Linked DNA regions of Mus musculus: regions 2, 3, 4, 5, 6 and 7 are each linked to region 1. The links are chromatin contacts, called in public Hi-C, HiCAR-type, HiChIP or PLAC-seq and promoter capture Hi-C maps. All regions are on one chromosome and are shown on one strand. The core of a region is the stretch at or near the end of the contact, and the rest is flanking DNA. Distances in the headings are between cores, read along the strand shown. Region 1 holds the start of Tmem237 (transmembrane protein 237). Region 2 holds the start of Orc2 (origin recognition complex, subunit 2). Region 3 holds the start of Nop58 (NOP58 ribonucleoprotein). Region 4 overlaps Gm973 (predicted gene 973). Region 5 holds the start of Clk1 (CDC-like kinase 1). Region 6 holds the start of Wdr12 (WD repeat domain 12). Region 7 holds the start of Bmpr2 (bone morphogenetic protein receptor, type II (serine/threonine kinase)).

Evidence for each region. Promoter capture Hi-C pulls out the DNA fragments that hold promoters and counts their contacts. Hi-C and Micro-C count contacts between places; a contact is called where the count stands out from the background. HiCAR-type assays count read pairs that join an accessible place to other places. HiChIP or PLAC-seq counts read pairs in DNA pulled down with a chosen protein or histone mark. Capture Hi-C pulls out chosen DNA fragments and counts their contacts.
Region 2: a contact with region 1 is called in a HiCAR-type map of astrocytes, with 4 times the contacts expected there. The contact joins the promoter of Orc2 here to the promoter of Tmem237 in region 1. A contact is called at or near these places in 2 of 39 promoter capture datasets (liver and neural stem cells), 3 of 484 Hi-C or Micro-C datasets (embryonic stem cells, muscle stem cells and regulatory T cells), 4 of 115 datasets of contacts at active chromatin or transcription factors (astrocytes, craniofacial prominence, forebrain and 1 more) and 2 of 9 other capture datasets (adipose tissue and liver).
Region 3: a contact with region 1 is called in a promoter capture Hi-C map of liver, with 4 times the contacts expected there. The contact joins the promoter of Nop58 here to the promoter of Tmem237 in region 1. A contact is called at or near these places in 4 of 39 promoter capture datasets (the 3T3-L1 cell line, frontonasal cranial neural crest, hippocampal neurons and 1 more), 1 of 484 Hi-C or Micro-C datasets (muscle stem cells), 5 of 115 datasets of contacts at active chromatin or transcription factors (embryonic stem cells, extraembryonic endoderm stem cells, forebrain and 2 more) and 3 of 9 other capture datasets (adipose tissue, liver and macrophages).
Region 4: an H3K4me3 HiChIP or PLAC-seq map of bone marrow-derived macrophages shows a contact between it and region 1, with 4 times the contacts expected there. The contact joins the enhancer-like site here to the promoter of Tmem237 in region 1. A contact is called at or near these places in 17 of 39 promoter capture datasets (the C10 cell line, the HPC-7 cell line, HPC-7-derived erythroid cells and 9 more), 1 of 15 datasets of contacts at CTCF or cohesin (large pre-B cells), 4 of 484 Hi-C or Micro-C datasets (cortical neurons, nephron progenitors, spermatogonial stem cells and 1 more), 16 of 115 datasets of contacts at active chromatin or transcription factors (the NIH/3T3 cell line, the SCID.adh cell line, astrocytes and 12 more) and 2 of 9 other capture datasets (adipose tissue and macrophages).
Region 5: a contact with region 1 is called in a promoter capture Hi-C map of pre-B cells, with 3 times the contacts expected there. The contact joins the promoter of Clk1 here to the promoter of Tmem237 in region 1. A contact is called at or near these places in 4 of 39 promoter capture datasets (the C10 cell line, hippocampal neurons, liver and 1 more), 1 of 15 datasets of contacts at CTCF or cohesin (large pre-B cells), 3 of 115 datasets of contacts at active chromatin or transcription factors (astrocytes, forebrain and pancreatic cancer cells) and 1 of 9 other capture datasets (liver).
Region 6: a promoter capture Hi-C map of liver shows a contact between it and region 1, with 4 times the contacts expected there. The contact joins the promoter of Wdr12 here to the promoter of Tmem237 in region 1. A contact is called at or near these places in 1 of 39 promoter capture datasets (liver) and 1 of 484 Hi-C or Micro-C datasets (muscle stem cells).
Region 7: a contact with region 1 is called in a Hi-C map of CD8 T cells, with 5 times the contacts expected there. The contact joins the promoter of Bmpr2 here to the promoter of Tmem237 in region 1. A contact is called at or near these places in 1 of 39 promoter capture datasets (liver) and 2 of 484 Hi-C or Micro-C datasets (CD8 T cells and uterus).

What each region holds. Positions count from the first base shown.
Region 1 is chr1:59,118,385-59,121,084 of GRCm38.p6, forward strand. It overlaps Tmem237 (transmembrane protein 237), which reads right to left and starts at 1,422. Exons shown (of 13, transcript NM_001037812.3): 1 at 1,319-1,422. The coding sequence starts at 1,351. Mpp4 (membrane protein, palmitoylated 4 (MAGUK p55 subfamily member 4)) reads right to left here. Exons shown (of 22, transcript NM_145143.3): 22 at 2,551-2,700.
Region 2 is chr1:58,503,753-58,506,452 of GRCm38.p6, forward strand. Orc2 (origin recognition complex, subunit 2) reads right to left here and starts at 1,357. Exons shown (of 18, transcript NM_008765.3): 1 at 1,020-1,357. It overlaps Gm15834 (a long non-coding RNA gene), which reads left to right and starts at 1,364. Exons shown (of 4, transcript XR_865442.3): 1 at 1,364-2,700.
Region 3 is chr1:59,683,596-59,686,295 of GRCm38.p6, forward strand. Nop58 (NOP58 ribonucleoprotein) reads left to right here and starts at 1,411. Exons shown (of 15, transcript NM_018868.2): 1 at 1,411-1,631. The coding sequence starts at 1,587.
Region 4 is chr1:59,632,080-59,634,779 of GRCm38.p6, forward strand. It overlaps Gm973 (predicted gene 973), which reads left to right. Exons shown (of 19, transcript NM_001357842.1): 16 at 135-337; 17 at 1,068-1,240; 18 at 1,915-2,134. Among named protein-coding and RNA genes, the nearest start is that of Gm33833, 14 kb to the left of the region's middle. Within about 2 kb of position 1,397, at least 22 of the 459 cell types and tissues checked have an H3K27ac peak or open chromatin away from gene starts, as enhancers often do. A contact at or near this core is called in bone marrow-derived macrophages, where this site is marked.
Region 5 is chr1:58,422,713-58,425,446 of GRCm38.p6, forward strand. Clk1 (CDC-like kinase 1) reads right to left here and starts at 1,376. Exons shown (of 13, transcript NM_001042634.2): 1 at 1,208-1,376.
Region 6 is chr1:60,096,475-60,099,174 of GRCm38.p6, forward strand. It overlaps Wdr12 (WD repeat domain 12), which reads right to left and starts at 1,433. Exons shown (of 13, transcript NM_021312.5): 1 at 1,033-1,433. The coding sequence starts at 1,073. Carf (calcium response factor) reads left to right here and starts at 1,773. Exons shown (of 16, transcript NM_139150.5): 1 at 1,773-1,833.
Region 7 is chr1:59,762,987-59,765,686 of GRCm38.p6, forward strand. Bmpr2 (bone morphogenetic protein receptor, type II (serine/threonine kinase)) reads left to right here and starts at 1,293. Exons shown (of 13, transcript NM_007561.4): 1 at 1,293-1,742. The coding sequence starts at 1,667.

The DNA of each region.
Region 1 (2,700 bases), core at 172-2,671:
TAGACCATGCCATATAAATGTGTGTGCATGCATGCTTGTGTGTGTGTCTGTGCATGCATGTGTGTGCATGCATGTGCATGTGTGTTTGCATACAATAAATAACCATATATAAGGAATGAAGAGTGATGTTTTACTTAGGGAAAGCCTCTTTGATGTTATCTGAGCTGAGCCCTTCCTGACAAAGGTGCCAAATTTACAGGGAATGAGGAGCACATGTTAAGGCTTTCAAGAAAGACAGGGCATGAAGGGCTCCAGGTAAAGAGCAGCCAGGCAGAAACCAGTGACACAGGACAGAAGGCAGACGTCAGATTAACTATGACCTCGCAGACTAGCAGAAGGAATACGGATTTAGTTCTATTAACTAGGAAGCCAACTAAGGTTTTATGCCACAGAGTAACATGCTTTTTTTTTAAGTTACTTTAAATAGAAATAGGTAACATATTTTAGAACAGGAAGTATTTGGGGCTGGTGTAGTTTACCCTGTTCTTACTTAAGAAAAGTCCTGCTTGCAAGCTCAGGAAGCATTAGTTAAGCATTCTGAAAATTTTCAAAATAGATGGCTTAGCCATTAAGAGCAGTTACTGCTCATGCAGCAGACCTGGGTTTAGTTCCCAGCACCCACAAAGCACCAGTAATTCCAGTTCCAGGGAAATGGACAGCCTCTTCAGGTTTCTGTGAGCAACAGGCACACAAGTGGTTCATATATTGGCAAAACACTCAAAACAAATACATTTTTTTTTTTTGGTTTTTTTGAGACGGGGTTTCTCTGTATAGCCCTGGCTGTCCTGGAACTCACTCTATAGACCAGGCTGGCCTTGAACTCAGAAATCCACCTGCCTCTGCCTTCCAAGTGCTGGGATTAAAGGCGTGCGCCACCACTGTCCGGCTACAAATACACCTTTAAAAGAATTGATCTCTAAGAGCAGTGCCTAGACGTCGATTTATTAGCTCGGGTATTTCATGCTGCTTATGGAAGGCACTGATTCCAAAGGCTCACATTTTAGATATTCTTGCTTGTCCCATTTCGCAATCCATGGTTGTATTCACTCAAACAAATTCGTGAGAATGCTACAAAATTAGGACACTGACGATGTCCTAATGGAATCCAGCAGTCAAAATGACAACTGGAATAGAATGGTGGTCCTACAAAAGCACTACTATTCTCAAGATGCTATGAAAGTGGGACCCAGTCCTCTTGGTATTTCAAAAGTCCCGCAAAAATGAACCATCTCACCCATCTAGAAACCGCACCTCTAAGCCCCTCAAAAGAAGAACCGCTGAACAGGCGGAGACTAAATTCCCAACAGCTCAAAAGTACCTGAGGCTCGCTAACCACCTGCTTCTTCCCCATCACGTCTCCAGGGACCGCAGCAGAGCTCAGGGCACCACAGCCGCCCGCCCCGCCCCGGTCCGGCCCGCCCCGCCCCTCCTGCCCAGGCGCGCAGGCGCAGAGCGTCATCGGGCTGCGCCTCATGGCTGCTGGGCCCGGAGCGTCCCCACCCGTCCCACGGGAGGTATTGGGGCTACCGGAGCCGAACCCAATCTGACCCCTTCGAACTAGGAAAACCTCAGCGTCGGCCGGCGTCCCCAGGAGCGGAGGGGGTTCACCCACAGTTTCCCGGGAGGTCATCGTGGTTTGCGTGGGGGTGGGCACGGCGGGACCAGACTCGTATTCAAACTCCCCACCGGAACATCCTCCTCTCTGACCGAGAGCCGCCCGGAGGCGTCGCCATGGCAACGCTGACTAGGGCGCCCGGATGTTGGGTGGACCTGATCGCCTTTTGCGGGGCCCGCCCTGATGTACAGCCCCGGTCCGCCCCCGCCGCACCCCTCGGGCAGTGCTGTCCCCAGATTCCCGGCTCGGCGGTGGTCACTGCTGGTTAGGACACCTCCACTTCGCCACACTCCGGGCCAGGCGCCCCTCGTCGCTCACCGCTTGGTCCTCCTCCAGCGGAGGCCCTGAGTCGTCCCTCATGATGCTTTCCCGCGGGCCTCCCTAGGCGCAACCGCCGGAGCCCGAGGCCGGCTTCCCGCGACGCCCGGCCTCCGGGGACTTGTGGGAGGAGGCGGCTTTGCGGAGCCTGGAGAGGCCGGCGTCCCCCACCTGGTTCCCGTCTGCCAGGGTGCTGCCTGGAGGGAGATCTGTATGACTGAAACAGCGAGGATCTCTTTCACTGGCCTGCCCAGTTTCCTAGATTCCCTGTAGGCCTAGGAGTATAATCTGAATGTTCAGTTCTGATAGTTCCTTCAGTGGGAACAGTTATAGTTTAAAATAGGTAGAATGGAGGGAAGTGTGGATATAAAGAAGATGAACAGACATGGGTGCAGTGGAGCTTCGGATCTAGGGAGACCAAGACTGTATCAACATCCTCGTTTTGGAGCTCATATACAGGCTCCAGGACTAGTCCACTTTGCTGATTTGGAAATAACAGTGTCATAGGTTTCCTTATTAGATAAATGTGTACTTGTTAACCGCTCTTAGCTTAGTTAGTCAACTAGGCACTTTTGTAAAATATAAACAGAAATAAGAAAATATTTTACAAAGTAAAATACAGTTTGTCATTAAGTAGACTGGTTTATTTAGAAGAGTTACATCTTACAAAACACCATATGAAATCTATAAAATGCTCACATTCAGTGACAACATTGTCACATACCTGCCATTAGCTCATATGGGGAAACATCGGGAAAATGCCTGAG
Region 2 (2,700 bases), core at 107-2,606, 610 kb before region 1:
GTATGCCTGTTCAGCCTCAAATGCATTTATACAACATCTCCGATTTTTAAGATATTTTATGTAATACAAACAAAATCACCTCAACTGAAATTCCTACCAAGACCTCCTAAGAGAATGTCCCCTTCTTTTCTGCAATTCCTCAGAAAAACACTACCTAACAGATACACAAGAAAACTGCAATCTGGGAGGCTGACTAGACAGCTCAGTGGCTAAAAGCACGTGTCCTGCAAGCGTCAGAATGGGAACTGAGATCCTTGTAGTCATTTAAAAGTTGAGGAGCACTCAGAACTGGGGAGGAGGAGAATGGGGTTCCCCGAGGCAAGCTGGTTAACCAACAAGGACCCGGTTAGAGTAAGACCCCGCCTCAGTTAAGAACGATCCAAAAAGACATCTAAAATTAACACACACTACCGGCACATATGCACCAACATCCACATGAATGCACATGCCCATAATCAACCAATGAAATGCAGATATCCACAGGGAGCATCTATAACGGATAGTGATTATCTGTAGGGCTAAAGGGTCAATTCTCTTCACAGTCAACTAACTACAAGGCAGCACCAAGTGTTGGCAGCCATGCACTTTCCTCTGGGAGTAAACACATTTTTCAAACCAAGCACTGCCCCAAGGAGACCTTTAGGGACACCCGGCCGGGACAACAGAACAGACTTCAGCAGTCGTTCCATCCCGCGATCCCTTGAGCTACATCCCTCCGAGTTCCTTCTCCTCTGGCAGAACACTGCCATTTTTGTTACAGTTCCTTTTCATTCTCTTCTCAAATAAAGGGCCGGGTTAGCCGGAAAGCAGGCACGGTCCGTGCAGGAGACTTCTCGCCACAGGACAGCCTTGGCTTTCGCAGACAGCGCCTCTCACCCAGGGGGGCTGCTCCCCAGCATCCTCCAGCCTGCGCCCGGCGGCCTCGTCATCTCCCGCCATGGTGGGCGAGCGGCAAGGCCACGGGTGTCGGGGGAAGCGCGCAGTGAGCCGCGGCTGCAGCAGGGCGCACTGGGACTCACCTCTCGAGTCCGAGCCGGCGGGAGGGAGAACGGCCGCGAGGCTCACTTGAGCCGCCAGCCAGGACTCCCGCCGCCGCGGAACACCCCAGAACGGCCCGGGGAGGCCAGCGTCTAGGGAAAGAGTCGACCGGTCCAAGCCGAACCTGCGCGCCCAGCAGGGCAAGGGAGCTGCGCGCAGCACACTGAATCCCCGGCCGCCGGTGGGCGGTGCCCTAAGAAACCAATGGGGAGCCGAGCCGCCCAGAGCGACGGCGCCGCAAGCCCGTTGACTCGGGCCATAGGCCCTCGCTCAGTCGGAAAACAGATCCCCCAACCAATAGTGGGTTCCCGGGCTTTCCTCATCTCTTCAGTTTCCGTTTCCGGGGGAAGGGACCGTGCGCGGAGCACGCCGGATCTCTGGAGAGACAAGTGTGTGCTAGCTGTCTGGAAGTTAAGGGCAGCGTCCCCGGTTGTACGGTTGGTTGGTGTTTTATGTCAATCTTAATATTGTTAGTCTAGCTGCTCTGAGGAAAAAAAAAAAAAAAAAAAAAAGATAATGAAGATGGATTCGCTTGAGGAACAGCGAATACCTGCTCGCATATGATGCAAAGGGATCTCAAGGGTTTGAGGGAGGGCGGAGCCAGAGCATGAACAAGAAAATAGGACCATACAACTAATGAAATAAAGACACGAAAAGGGGGCTTATACAGAGGAAATGAGAAGGAAAACGAGTGAATCTGGCTGGGATACATGAAAATATTTGTTTACTAACAGGACTACGTCATTTGGATTCGCTTATTCCGAACTTATCATACTTAGAACCAACAGTAAGAATACAATACTCAAGTAGAGGCACCTCTGAATAACTGAGCTTCTGGGTAATTGAACGAGAAGAAACTGAACATACAGTCTTGGGGAAAGTGCTAGAATAAGGCAGCTGAATACTTACTCATTCTTGCCAATGGATATAAACACACTGGCTATAAATGTGATGCCTAGAGAGCACAAATCCCAAAGTTCCAACCTTTGTATCATTTCATTGAGCTCTGAAAATCAAGCTCACAACTTGGGTTTGGTTCACTATCTTAACACCACCTTGTGGTTAGGTTTTTGTTTTTAACCATATCAAGGACCGTCCGGGGCTAGGCTGGTAACTGGGCTTCCAGGTGACCTGCCGGTGGTTTGCTTCTAGGTCTCATCAGAGCTACCTGGTGGCAAACTTCTATTGCACATGCATTGCGTTATTTCAAGTCATACAAAATGGTTTCCAAGTTACAGAGAATGATTTTTAAGTTATGTTCCTAACAGCAGGGCACAGGATTATATAATTATAAGACCAGAAGGAATCAGGAACACTTTCCTTAAAGGAAGAGATATGAAAACTAAGGCCTGAATTGATTTGAATTTTCTAGGAAGAAAAGCAAAATGAAAATAGATGAATAAAGTGTCAAAGTGTCAGATATTATGAATTACAAGTTGGTACTTAAGGGACTGGCCACATTTGTATTGAAAGATTATCTGTGGAATATAATAGTGGGAAGGAAGAAATGGAGTCAGACTTTTTGGGAGCTGTTTAGAACAGTGGTTCTCAATCTTCTAATGCTGGACCCTTTAACACTTCCTCATGTTGTGGTAACCCCTGATCATAACGTTTTTGTTTGTTTCTTTTTGCTACTTCATAACTGTAATTTTACTACTGTTA
Region 3 (2,700 bases), core at 161-2,660, 570 kb after region 1:
TAAATGTAACTGTAGCTATAATCAATTCTGCTCTTGCCTGCAGCCCTAGGAATCCCCTTGTATTCCCCATATGTCCATCTTTTCTGCTGTCCAAACAAGGATACTCTTTCCTCTTCATTCATACTGTAAAAGTGTTACAGAACGTCAAGTTGGTTAATCTTCCACAGTTTTCTGTAGATCCAAAATTAATGTTTAGAACTAGGCAACTAGGAACGTTCTACAGCTATTGGAAGCTAGATTTGTGAAGAACTGGGGTATTTAAATCTTGTCATTGAAAGTACATAGCCACACAGATATATCTAATCTTAGCACTCTGAAGGCTGAGGCAGGAGGACAATGATTCAAGGCCAACCTGGTCTAGATACTGAGGTCCTTTTTCAAAAAGCCAAAGCAAGGCTAGGGATATGGCTCAGTTAGTAGAGTGCTTGCCTACCATGTATGGAACCCAACCTTTGGTTCCATCCCCAGCACCAATAAAGTTGGTGTGGTGGCATATGCCTGTAACCTCACTACTGTGGAGGTGGGGGTGGGAGGACCTCTATGACTCAAACTTCTCTGGTCTACCTAGTTACAAGAGATAGTTACAAGGCTACATGGAGACCTTGTCTCAAACAAACAAATTGTTTTTGAGCAAGGTCATTCTCTACTTCCTACTGAGTTTGAGGCTAGTCTAAGATACATAAGACTTTGTTTTAAAGTAAATCCAGCCACTGAGGCTGAAAGTTTCCATAAAAGAAATTACATTGAGACATACATAAATTCATACCTTGGAATCATTTTAAACACAACCCTTCCCGCCTCCGAAAATATCTATATTTATAGCTATAAAAGAAATCTTTGCTAAAAACCTGTTTGACCAGAGAAGAACCACCAGGAAATGTTGCTGGTTATAAAAGTTTGCTTCCCTTGCAGAGGACCTGGTTGGGTTCCCAGCACCAACGTGACGGCTTACAATTGCCTACAACTCCGGTTCCAGGTCAGATCCCGTGGAACTCACTGATGGGACCCGAGTGCACGTCCTCATCAAGAAAAAGTGTTCTGTGTTGTTTTAAAATAAAATGTCCTTTACATGGCGGGGCGGGGCATAGCATAATGTGTTGTAAATCGTTTTGTGTGCTGTAAATTATACACATGTAATTTATATATTATATATAATACAAAATATAATGTACACAGAACTTTTTCTTCTTTACATGACCTAATAAACTGACAGCTTCCAGCCACAGTCCAAAACTTAAAAAAAAAAAAAAAAAAAAAGTCTCGCGATATTTTAAGGCCGTCTCTTTCCGGATTCTACTGTGGGCGGGAAAAACCCGGAAATGATCTCACGCTCTGCGGCATTGAGCGACCAGAAGTGACGTTACTTCCCAGAATTCTTAGAGAAGGAGACTCGCATATTTGCTGCTCCACGAGGAGAGGTGTGGAGCGGCTGAGCAACGTGGTCTGTTCGTCCGCGGGGAGGCGACGGCGTTTGCGCTCCCCCGCGTCCAAGGCCTAGCGGGTCTTCAGCGACTGAAAGGTAGTCATTTGCAGTGGCGTAAGGGCTCGCGGCTAGCCGCGTAGCGCCGCCCTGACCTGGTCTCATCATGTTGGTCCTGTTTGAAACGTCCGTTGGCTACGCCATCTTTAAGGTAGGTGAGATGGAGTTGTTGAGCTAAGAGGCTTATGTGGGACAGAGAGCTGGGTAAGATTTAAGGAGAGACGAACAACGGAACACATTTTAGTGTCTTCAAGTCCCCGGGCTCCGAAAAGATGTGAAAAATCAAGAGCCCGCTGGTTCAGGTGAACACGTGGCTTCTCCGAATTTAGGGCGACCTCTGCTTTACTCAGTTTAAAAAATGGGCAGGACCCTTTTTTACAAGTGACAATAAAGCGTTCATTTAATCACCTGAGGCTTTGTACATGTTAGATCAGCGCCCTGTCACCTAGTTACACCTCCAATCCAAGATCGGTTTAATGTTTATCTAATTTATGTATATGAGTACCCTATAGCTGTCAACAGACACACCAGAAGAGGGCTACAGATCCCATTACAGATGGTTGTGAGCCACCATGTGGTTGCTGGGATTTGAACTAGGACTTCTGGAGGAGCAGTCAGTGCTCTTAACCGCCGAGTTATCGCTCCAGCCTCAGATATTTATTTTGGGCTTTTCCAGATAGGGTTTCACTGTGCTGCTCAGGCTTTCCAGGAATTCCCTCTGTAGACCTGGCTAGCCTTGAACTCAGAGATCCACCTACCTCTGCGTCCTGAGTACTGGGATTAAAGGTGTGCATCATCACCGCCAGACTCTATTTACTTTTGAGGCAGGCTTTCCCTATGTAGGCTTGGCTGGCCCCTAACATTTCATTTATATTTAACTAGATTAAAGCTGGGGTCCAAGATCAGGGTCCTTCCAGGCATGATTGGAAGGTTTTGAGTAGTGAGTGGCTTTGTTTTTCCAAGACAGTTGTTCTCTGTGTAGTTCTGGCTGTCCTGGAACTCACTCTTTAGACCAGGCTGGCCTCGAACCCAGAAATCCGCCTGCCTCAGCCTCCCAAGTGCTGGGATTAAAGGCGTGGGCCACCACCGCCCAGCTATAGTTTGTTTTCTTTAAAGATTATTTTACTATGTGATGATAACAGGAGGAGGAGGAAGGTATACTGTGCTTTAATGTAGACAACATGAATGTTGTTAGGTCTCAGGACAAATGCTGAGGTGCT
Region 4 (2,700 bases), core at 147-2,646, 510 kb after region 1:
AGCCAGGTAGGCAGAAGCAGTTTATGCCACTGTGGTGGTAGTGTGGAATCAGCTTTTCTCTGACTAGAAAAAAAACCCTATCTGGCTGCAGCTGGGTCTGTGTCCCTTACACTGATAACACTCTGGTCTCTTAGGCCCTCCAGGATAAGAAGCAGCAGGAGAAGGCTTCTCGGGACAGAATTCGAATAGAGAAGGCAGAGATGAGATGGCTGAAGGTGGAGCAGAGGAGAAGGGAGCAGGAGGAGCTGACTTGGCTCCATAAGGAGCAGCTGGAGAAAGCAGAGAAGATGAAGGAGGAGCTGGAGCTGGAGCAGCAAAGACGCACTGAGGAGAACCGGTGGGCCATCAGCCAGACACAAGGCAGGGCAAACCTTCCCCAGGGCACAGCTCAGGGCTAGGCTCATGACCTGACACCAAATCACAGGAACAGCCTGGACCAGAGATAAGAATAAGATACTGTCTTGCTCATGTGGGTTACTCAAGATAGATGCTTAAAGGGAACTCGAGAAAGGTTTTAAGATTTGGCCCAGTCTATCAAGCTCCTCTTTTGTACTGGTCCTTTCACCTGTCTTTATGCTAACTTTATATCTACAACCCCAAGAGGCAAGAATTTCACAATCCACACTTTAGGAAATGTTTTTTTAAAGAATAGAAAAGAAAGGAGGCTGGTGAAATGGCACCGACTGCTCTTCCGAAGGTCCAGAGTTCAAATCCCAGCAACCACATGGTGGCTCACAACCATCTATAATGAGATCTGATGCCCTCTTTTGGGGTGTCTGAAGACAGCTACAGTGTACTTACATATAATAAATAAATAAATCTTAAAAAAAAAAAAAGAAGATAGAAAAGAAAGTGCAAAGAATTTAAGGCTCTTAAAACCTGGGCAACAGTGCTGAGGGAAAACTTCTAGGTTTCTTCTAGTCTCTTAACATCTCTGCCCTTCAATCCAGACTGTAGAAAACCTGTACTCTGAAGGGGCGCTTCCTGAGGACTGAAGACTATAAAGTCAATTGTCAGTTGGTTAGGCTATTTTTCTGCCATTCCTCTGACACCTTCTGTGTTCTCAGCCTGAGAAAGCAGAGACTGGAGGAAGAACGGCAGCAACAGGAGGAAGCAGAGAAAAAACGAAGGCTCCAGTTGCAGGCAGCCCGGGAGAGAGCAAGGCAGCAGCAGGAGGAGCTCCGCAGGAAACTGCAAGAAATACAGAGAAAAAAGCAGCAGGAAGCGGCAGAGAGGGCTGGTGAGAGAAATGCTGAGCTTTTTGTATGTCTCTTCCCTTGGACCAAAAATTATTTTAAACCCACTTCAAGCAATTTTATTCCTACCCTAGGCCTTAGTGCACAAAGAACTCCATGTAAAAGCTAAGTTTTGTTCCAGAATGATAATTGTCTGGCTACAGCGGGTTGAAATGAAAGGATAGAATATGAACAGGAGAGTCACATGGAAACAATTACAGGAGAGGACTCCTGCTTCAATAATTGCCCTTGTTAGTTCAAACTTCTCTACCTGCTCCCTTCCTCTTGCAGGTAGAGACAATCACAAATACCTGGAGAGCCTCAGACACACCTTCAGATGTGTATCAGATAATCTTCCAACATACTTTTCAGGATGAGGGTAGAAGGTTCAGCAGATGCTGCTGCTGCGATCAACTCCTGGTGTTTCCTCTAGAGTCTAGTTAAGTAAGCACTCTGTAGATGCTGATCTAACACTCCTCCCTACACAACAGCACATTATCCTGTGAACTCAACAGACTTTGGAAAAATCTTCCCTAAGGTTTTTCAATGTGCATTGGTGCTTTGACAGGAGACTTGGATTAGTAAACCCACAGAGGGTCTAGCAGGTTAAAAGGGTAGACCAGAAATATCAGCTGCTCTAGTGATGGCCCAGCTGAGCCCACCTCTTTCTGTTCTGCAGAGGCAGAGAAGCAAAGGCAGAAGGAACTGGAGATGCAGTTAGCAGAAGAACAGAAACGCCTGATGGAAATGGCTGAAGAAGAACGGTTGGAGTACCAACAGCAGAAACTAGCAGCAGAAGAGAAAGCTAGGCAGGAGGCTGAGGAAAGGAGGAAACAGGAAGAGGAAGCAGCAAAGCTAGCCCTGGAAGAAGCCACAAAACTAGCCCAGGAGCAAATCAGGTACTTGGACAGGGGGACAACTGCTGTCAGGGCTTGTTCTGAGGCTTGAAGGCTCAGTGCCAATGCTGACCACTGCCTTTAAGCAAGCAGTTCTCTCAATCCCTACACCATGGCTAGAAAGACTAAAACACACAGAGCCATTCTCCAGCTACAAACAGCGCAGGATTCTGTCTTGGTTTATGGAGTTTGTATTGAAGCTTGATGGAAATTTAGAGATCATTTATCTTGATCTTCTGGTTTACAGATAAAAATGAACCCCAGATCAAAACAAACAATAAAAACAAATACCAAGTCTAGTGTGCAGCAGAGTGGTAGAATTTGCATTCTGTGCTGGGTTTAACTCCCCAGTGAAAGAGAAGCAAGATCTCGATAAGGACCAATAAATGACTTATGGCCAATACCAAGACCCATTATGCAAATTGTAGACTCTAGGAATTCAGAATTAGGTATTTACACTCCAGGGTTTAGGATGAAGAGGTACTGAAAAAGAAACTGTTCTGCTTTTTAACCTAGCAACAAAATGCTATGCAGAAACACTTTAAATTGCAACAGGAAGCTTATTTTAG
Region 5 (2,734 bases), core at 126-2,625, 700 kb before region 1:
TCTATAAAATGAGTTCCAGGACAGCCAGAGCTATACAGAGAAACCCTGTCTGGAACAGCCCCCGCCCCCAAAGTGTTTTGTTTGTTTTTGGTAAAATACCAGTTTGGATGTTATGAAGTGTTTGTTTACAGCTATTAAAAAAAAAAAAAAAAAAAAAAAAAAGCTGCTCAGCAGATGACCTCAATTCCCAATTCACCGTCAAGTAAATGCCCACGGTCCCCGCTGACACTCTTACTGCTAGCAGAGGGAGACTGGGAAAATTATGAAAATATGGGAGGAAAGCCTGAGAAGGTAACAGGCGCGCCTTTTATGCCGAGTCAACAAAATTCGGGCTCCACCAATAAAGCCACTCTACTTAACTGTACAGGACAGGCCATGATGTTGAAAATAAAGCTGTTCAGAGCGGAAGTGACGTACAATCTTAGGGTGTTCCCCTCCTGTTTCCTAAAGGTAAACAACTCCCCCGTTACAACTTTGTTTACAAAGGAAATTTTCTATAACTTTTTTTTTTTTGAGACAGGCTCAAAGGGGATTAAAAGGCGAGCGACAGGCAGTACAGCCCGGCCGTCTTGAGTTTTAATGTTACAAAACCTAAGTAAATCCTAAACCTTCTTAAAAATCACTTGTTCCTCGCTCTCACAAGCGCTGTCCCGGTGTGCCTCGTTTTCATTATGCTCGACTTCGCTATCTATCGACCGCCTCTGAAATTCTTTTCTTCGTCGAAGGCGGAAACTACACAGAACTGAGGTGACAGCCTGCTGTGACGCTGTCCCCGCAGCGCCCATCTCTAACAAGATCAGCGACCGCAGCGTGTGGGGCCGGCCTGGTTACCAAGACCTTTCGCTTCAAATATAAAGAAAAACAGCACCAAAACCTGCGCCGTGCCACCGCCGAGAGCAAAACCAGGACCGACCGAGTCCAAGCGAAGGCCGCGCCCTGGCGCCGCCATGGCGAAGGACGAGCGCGGCCTTCCCCCTACCGCCATCTTAGGTCCCGCCGCGGCAGCTCGGGCTCTTGCAGTCGGCCGGCCCTCCTCGGGACGCGGAGCCTGCGGGCATCGTCCCCGCCTACGCAGAAGCCAGCGGCCAGAGCTCCGCAGCCGGGGCACAGAGCCCCTTCGCGTGGCTCCGCCGTGAAGAGCCGCAGCGGGGTCCTTGGAGGCGGCGGGAAGATACAAGGAAAGGCCCTGACAGACACCGCGTCTTACCTTTCCAACCCTGAAGACAAAGCTTGCAAGGCGAAGACAAAGCTTACAAGGCGACGGCGAGAAGTCTGCAAACGATTACGACGATCTCCCAACACAAAATGGTGCGGACAGACGCAGTGCGAGCTTCTTCTCGGAAAAACTGGTGACGTAGATGGGCGGGGCCTATACCGGTCCTGAGTGCGCAGGCGCGGGCCCGCTGCCCAAATGGGCGAGGGATGGAAGGACTTGGTCCTGACTGTCCTTGCTGTGGCTTCTTGAGGATACTTAGACACTACAGGTTACAGTAATAGTATAATCCACGCTCGCTCTCCCTCTCTCCTTTTTCTCTTCCCTCCTGACTGCAACCTTTTAAACTACACCAACAAAGTATCTCTGGTTAGTAACTCAGTGACTACAGTTATGTTGACCTGTCTTAAACTAGTTTTTAGTGGTTGGGTATGACATGCACTGACGCCAAAAATGTTAGAAATGAGCATGGTGGCACACGCCTTTAATCCCAGCACTTGGGAGGCAGAGACAGGCGGATTTCTGAGTTCGAGGCCAGCCTGGTCTACAAAGTGAGTTCCAGGACAGCCAGGGCTATATATACAGAGAAACCCTGTCTCGAAAACCAAACCAAACCAAACAAAACAAAAAGTTAGAAATGGTGGAACAGGAGCGGAATAGTGTAAATAGACAGATTAGTAAGTAGTCTTGAAGACTTTGAGGATGCCCCCCCCCCCCCCATAGTAGCTTCCCCCAGCCTTGAGTAGGCTGGCTTTGACCTTGTTGCCACTGAGAATGAGACTACCTGGGGTGGAACCTTCCAACTTAGATGGCTCTATTGTTCCGTCACCTGCCACTGCTACCTGCTGAGAGGCCCTTTAGATATTCCAGAGACTTCATCCAGCAGATCACCTACAGGCTGGCAACAGGCATCAAGAATGGCTTGGGGGGCGGGGGGTTATGGTTTTGAGACAGGGTTTCTCTGTGTAGCTCTGGCTGTCCTGGAACTCACTTTGTAGACCAGGCTGGCCTCAAACTCAGAAATCCGCCTGCCTCTGCTTCCCGAGTGCTGGGATTAAAGGCGTGCGCCCCACGCCAGGCTTAAGCACAGACTCTTAGTAAACTTGGGGGCCTTGAACAGAAATGTGTCTTGGCCTCCATTATTTCTCTCGCCATTTCCTTCCATACAGCTCCGGCCTCCCACTCAGGAACCCAGTTAGTGTGGCCTCAGGCGGCTTAACTCCTATTTCGCTGGTAACTCTAAAAAGGTAGATATTAGGGGGAGGAGAAAAAGGGGGGTGCGTAGGTATCAGTTTTGCAACTCCTTTGCTTTCACCTTTAAGAGTTAATCTAGACCTGGGCATGGTGGCATATCCCAGCACTAAGGAGGCAGAGACAAGGGTTATCTCTGAGTACAAGTTCAGTGTGGTCTATATCGCAAATTCTAGCCAGAACTAAAAACAGGGGAAGAGGAGGGTGCTGGCGTTGGCTTAACAGGTAAAGACACAATGCCACCAAGCCTACCTGAGTTCAATCTCCAGG
Region 6 (2,700 bases), core at 183-2,682, 980 kb after region 1:
CGCCATTATACATGTATCACCAGCAACGTTGACATCTATATGACTTATTAATATATAGACACAGAAGTACACACATACAAATATATACACACAGTCCTTGTTTTATCAACTAGAGAGAAGCCAAGGTCCTCTGAAATGAGGAAATTCCCTTATAGTGGTTGTCTGCAGGCAAGTCTGCGGGAACATTTTCTGGACTAATAACTGATGTAGGAGGAACCAGCCCACTGAGTAGAGCCACCCTGTATTTTAAAAGCAAACTTAGCTAGCTAGCCATTGGGAGAGCAAATGCAGCTTGCCCCCACCCCCACCCCTCACCTCTGGTTTCTGCTTCAGTTCCTGCCAGGAGTTCCTCCTATCTTGGCCTCCTCTGAGATGACTGTAACCCTTTCCTCCCCAAATTGCTTTTTGTCAGTGTTTTATCACAACAAGAGAAACCTAAGTTGGACACACTCACACAAAATACACCTAATCAAATCGGACACTGAATTGGCTTCATTCTAATTAAAAAAACAGCTCTACAAACTCCATAGCCAGTTTCTAGTCTGTTTGGGGGGGGGGGGGGGATGAAGTTGTGCTTTCAGAAACCACGAGACACCGTTAACGGACAAGCCTGTTCAACTCTCAAATTACTGACATGATGTGTGCAGCATGCAGAAAGCAAACGTGAAGCCCTGGTCCTCCACACACGTCAAATTATGAAAAGCTCATGAAAGTGGGTAGAAAACGGAGATTTAAGAAGACGTGAACACCGCTTCCAAATGAGACAGGGCAGAAGTGCGGGGCACGTGAAGGGGAAGGCGAATGAAGTCTTTTTTATTTTTTTCTATCAGTCAGCTTATCTTATTTGCAATAAATTCTTTTAATTGTAGCCATTATAATTATTAAAGTTCTTTCAACTTTGATTTACTAAAACCTTGTCCGTTTCTTCTTTAATGTATATCCCCAGTCAAAACAGCAAGGATCAAATCGAAGGAGTCTTCAAACGAGATCGGCTCCTGGAAGACAGGGACAGAAGCTGGAACCCTTACTTACTTCTTGTTCTCGCTGTAGAAACGTGCCTGGAGTTGTGCCATGGCTGAATATACACACGAGACTTCTCCACGAAAATGTGTGCGTTGATAATCAAGCAGCTCTAAGGTAGACTGCGCCGCAAGCGCAGCAGGAGCTAGGCTTCAGTTAGCTCCCTCAGGTTCCTACAGAACATACCACGAGGTTCGATTTCCACCAGCGCCCAGCCCGCACACATCAAGTACCTATTCCGAGATTTAGGAAACATCGATTAGTCAAGCGTAGTCCTAAAAGCATCCAGTCCCCTTAAGACTTTTGTTTCTTATCTATCTAGATTCGTAATCTATTAGGAAAATAAAGAAAATAACTAGCTTGAGCCAAATTTTAAGCGTGTCTTTAGACCCAGACCCTTTAGACTCAGCGCTCAGATACTACAAACCCCAGAAGGGAGCGCGTTTCAGACCCTCTGAACACTGGGAGTTGTAGGCTTTATTTATTTTGCCACACCGCATTTAGGGTCTCATATCTGCTTTTAATACTCCTTTCTCCGGGCAGATATTACACTTCCTGCTTCTTTATTCTGAGTGACAAAGGTCCCATCTGTTCGTCTTGTGTGCACTGTTCCAACAGCCAAATTCGGCCGAGACCATGTGTTCTTACCTCTGGCTTCAGAGCGGAAACTCGGGAAAGGAGAACGAGTCGGAAGGGAACTGGGCGACGGTGGCTGAGAAGGGTCTAATCTGATGGACCTGCGCTGCGCCTCCAGGAGGGGTGCGCCTGCGCATTGTGCTGGTCTCCACGGCGCGGCCTCGGAGCCAAGACGAGGTTGAGTAGTCTCGTTTTGAATTTTCTCCCTTCTGCTTACGGCGGACTCCCCTCTCGCGTTGTGGGGCTCGCTGCGGCGGCAGGGTTGGGGGAGCCGGAGGCCTGGCAGAGCTGTCTGTGCCCAGCGACCGGACGCTCCCTCCCAACCTCCCTTCGTCCCCCTGCCGCCTCCTCCCGTCACCTCCTGACCCTCCCGGGCTGGGAGCAACCGCCGGCCCCCGCCCCCGGCCGTCGCCGGACGCCGCTGTGCGCTGTCCCTGCGCCCTCGTCCGCCTCCACGGCGGCTCCTTCGCCGTGGGCCCGGGAGGGGCCCCGCGGCCGGGAGAAGGCAGGCTGCCGCAGGGGGAGGCGAGGTGTCTGTCCCGCAGAGGGTGCGGAGCCCGAGAACGCACCACCGCCACGGAGCATCCGAGTCCTGGGCCGGAGCGCCCGCCCGAGAGGGGCCTCTCCCCTCCTTTCCGAGTCTGACGTTTAGAAAAGTGTCCTCTGCACCTTCTCCCCTGCTTTCGGGCTTCTTTTATTATTATTATTATTATTAATTATTAATTATTTTTTTAATCTTGATGTCACTCAAAGGCTTGTCTCGGTCTCAATGGTCTCGATTATTACTCTAGTTATTTTCCTGAGTGGAGAATAGATGGGGGCTATTACTCTTAAGATCCCAAAGTCACTTTTTTAAGGCATTCGTCTGAAAACCTCCGGGGGTAGGGTGGGGTACAGGGACACACTACTCTGAGACAGCAATTTAGAGTCAGGCAGAACTGGATTGCAAAATGTGTTGGCTTAGCGGTATGAGTGAACCAGTGAATATGGTGAGAGGTTTTCTATATGTCGCCTAATTAAATTTAAATCCGTAGAAAACTAGAA
Region 7 (2,700 bases), core at 43-2,542, 640 kb after region 1:
TTTGGGCCGCGACGGGAGGGGGACCCGACGAGGCCCGGGTCTCGGCTCCTGGGAAAGGCGGCTCGGTCGGGATTCTCAGGGAAACCGAGGAGGATGCGCCCGCCGCCACCAACAACGACGGCGTGCCTTCGAGGCTTCTCGCCCACCTTCCCGGGTAGCCTTTAACCTACGTTAAACAAAAGATTGTGGCCGCCCTCCCTTACACGCTTGAACAGATCGCACGGCGTCCACGTGCGGAGCGTTCGCCTGTGTGAGGAAAGGGACCTAGGCTGCCCACCCGCAGCCCACGACAACCCTTCCCTGCACTGGGCGCCCAGGCGAGAGACGCCGCGCGAGGGCCTCACTCTCCAGCAAGCCTGGGAGTGAGGGGCGGGGCCGGGCGGGGCCGCGGGCGCGCAGGCGCAGTGCGGCTCAGTGGCGCCGCCGCCGCCGCCGCCGCCGCCGCCCGCGCTGCACCACAGGCCCGAGACAGACAGGGGTCGGCTGGAGAGCCGGAGACTGAGAGGAGGCGGCGGCGGGGGCGGGGCGACTCCGGTGACCGGGAGCGCCTCAGACTGGCAGCTGCGGCGACTCCCCCCTTTGTGTCTGGTCTGCTTGGAACCGCTGGAGGTGCTTCCCGGAGGGGCTCGGGGTGTTTCGCAAGCTCAGCTGCCCACCCCCTTCCTCGGCCACCTACGTCCGTCTTCCCGCCGCCCCCCGCCCTCGGCCCGCGACGCCCGAGCTCCGCCCGGAGCCCAGAGCTGCGGAGAACGAGGCGGCGGCGGCGGCGGCGGCTTTCTCCAGAGGGGCTGTGATTCGCTCCCGCAAGCCATCGACGGGAGGAGACCCGGTTTTCATGGTGGAATTTACTTCAGGCAAGAGCGAGGGGCTGGAGTAGCCGAGAGCGAGGCCGCGGGCGGAGCGCCCTCGAAGGGCCAGCCCCGCACCTCCCCGCGTGTCGCTCGCCCGGGCTCGCCGCGTCGCCGCGACCCTCCCCTCCCCCGCGCCCCGAGGCCCGGCCTGAGCGACCCTCGCGCGATTGTTCCGAGGAAGCTGTGGACTCGCCCATGGAAGCAGGCACCTTTTTCGACCCAGTCGGTGGGAAGGATTTGTTGATGTCGAAATCCGAGTGAAGGAAGCAACGAAGCGAAACTTTAAAAGGAACCCCACTGTCCTCGGAGTACGGAGCGATGCTACTCCGGCGGCCGGGCGCCGCTGCCTGCCCCGCTTCGCCCTTCCCGGCGGTCGGGAACTTGTTCTGATCCTCAGTGCTCCCATCGAGTCCCCGCCCTCCCCCCCCCCCCCCCCCCGGCACTCTGGATATGTTTTCTCCCAGATCTGGGTATTTTTTTGATATCGTGAAACTACGAGGGAAATAATTGCAGGGGTTTCTTCTGGGCTCCCTGCGTCTTCCCCATGGACATGCCTTCAATTTGGGGAGCCGAGACACCCCGTCCTAGGCGAATGAAGCCCCCCAGCCACGAGGGAGCGAAATGAAGGGAAATTCTGCAGTGGAATGAGAGCTCTACTAGCTAGGTCCTCGCATCTGCCATTTGTCCTTTCAAACTGCATTGTAATCCGGGCAGGATAAATCAGACGAAGAGCAGCCTCCTAGCCGGATTTCTCCGCCCGAATTTACTTTCCAGATTTCTTTTCTTTGCCCTCCTGCTTCTTTGCTGGCCCAGGGATGACTTCCTCGCTGCATCGGCCCTTTCGGGTGCCCTGGCTGCTATGGGCCGTCCTGCTGGTCAGCACTACGGCTGGTGAGTAGCCCTAGGTGGTATGTCCCAGCTCCTACTCCAGTGGGTGGCGAGGGAGAGAGCCTGCAGAGGCCGAGCCCTGTGCTCTCCCCTCGCAACGTGTGCTCTCGGATCCGGGTGGAGGAGCCAGCCAGGGAAATCACCTTCGGTGTTTGCGTGTTGTTTCCCGTCCCTACTCCCGTATTCCCTGACCCCTCCCCCACGGGGGGAAAAAGACATATTGGGTGTGGTATCTTGACATTTTTAGCTGTGAGGTAATGCAAGGATTAAAAATAATATTTTAATCACTAGTGAACTGTCTATTAGATTTTTGGAGATAAAGGTGGTTTTTTTACTTTGATGGAAAGAAGCAGATTTGGTTTACAATAAAAAGAACAACTAGACACACACTTGATTGAACCTTATTTTTACATTTAGATCACTCTTTGGGAATCCACATTACTTTTCGTTATTTAAAAATGTTACCTGAAAAAAAATGTTACCTGATGAATAGAGTAAACGTTGAGGAAGTCACTGTGTGAGAATCTTGATAACAGTGTATACTAACACAGTTGATGTCATCATTAATATTGTTTTGCTCCCAAGAATCTTAACTATTCTCTGTCTCTTTATCCTGGATATTCTTAACTTTGTATCCCTTTGGAATTACTGTTGGGCACAGAAGTGTTTTTGATAACTTTTCTATTAGTCATCTGGCGTCTGTTGGTTTTCCTGTCATTGAGACAATTTTGACCTCACATCAGACTTCGAGGAGATTTGACTCCTGAAAGTTCTTTGACATTTTCCTAACGTGTGAAAGGAAATGCTACTCCCCTTTCCTTTGGCCATTTCCTCTTTACTTCTCAATCGCCTTGAGAAAAAAACAACTCATATTCTCATTGCAGTTATTTTCAAGCAACAGTCTTCTGTGATTTGCTTTTAGAAAATTTCAGGAATGAATTCTTAAATAGTCACATGAAGT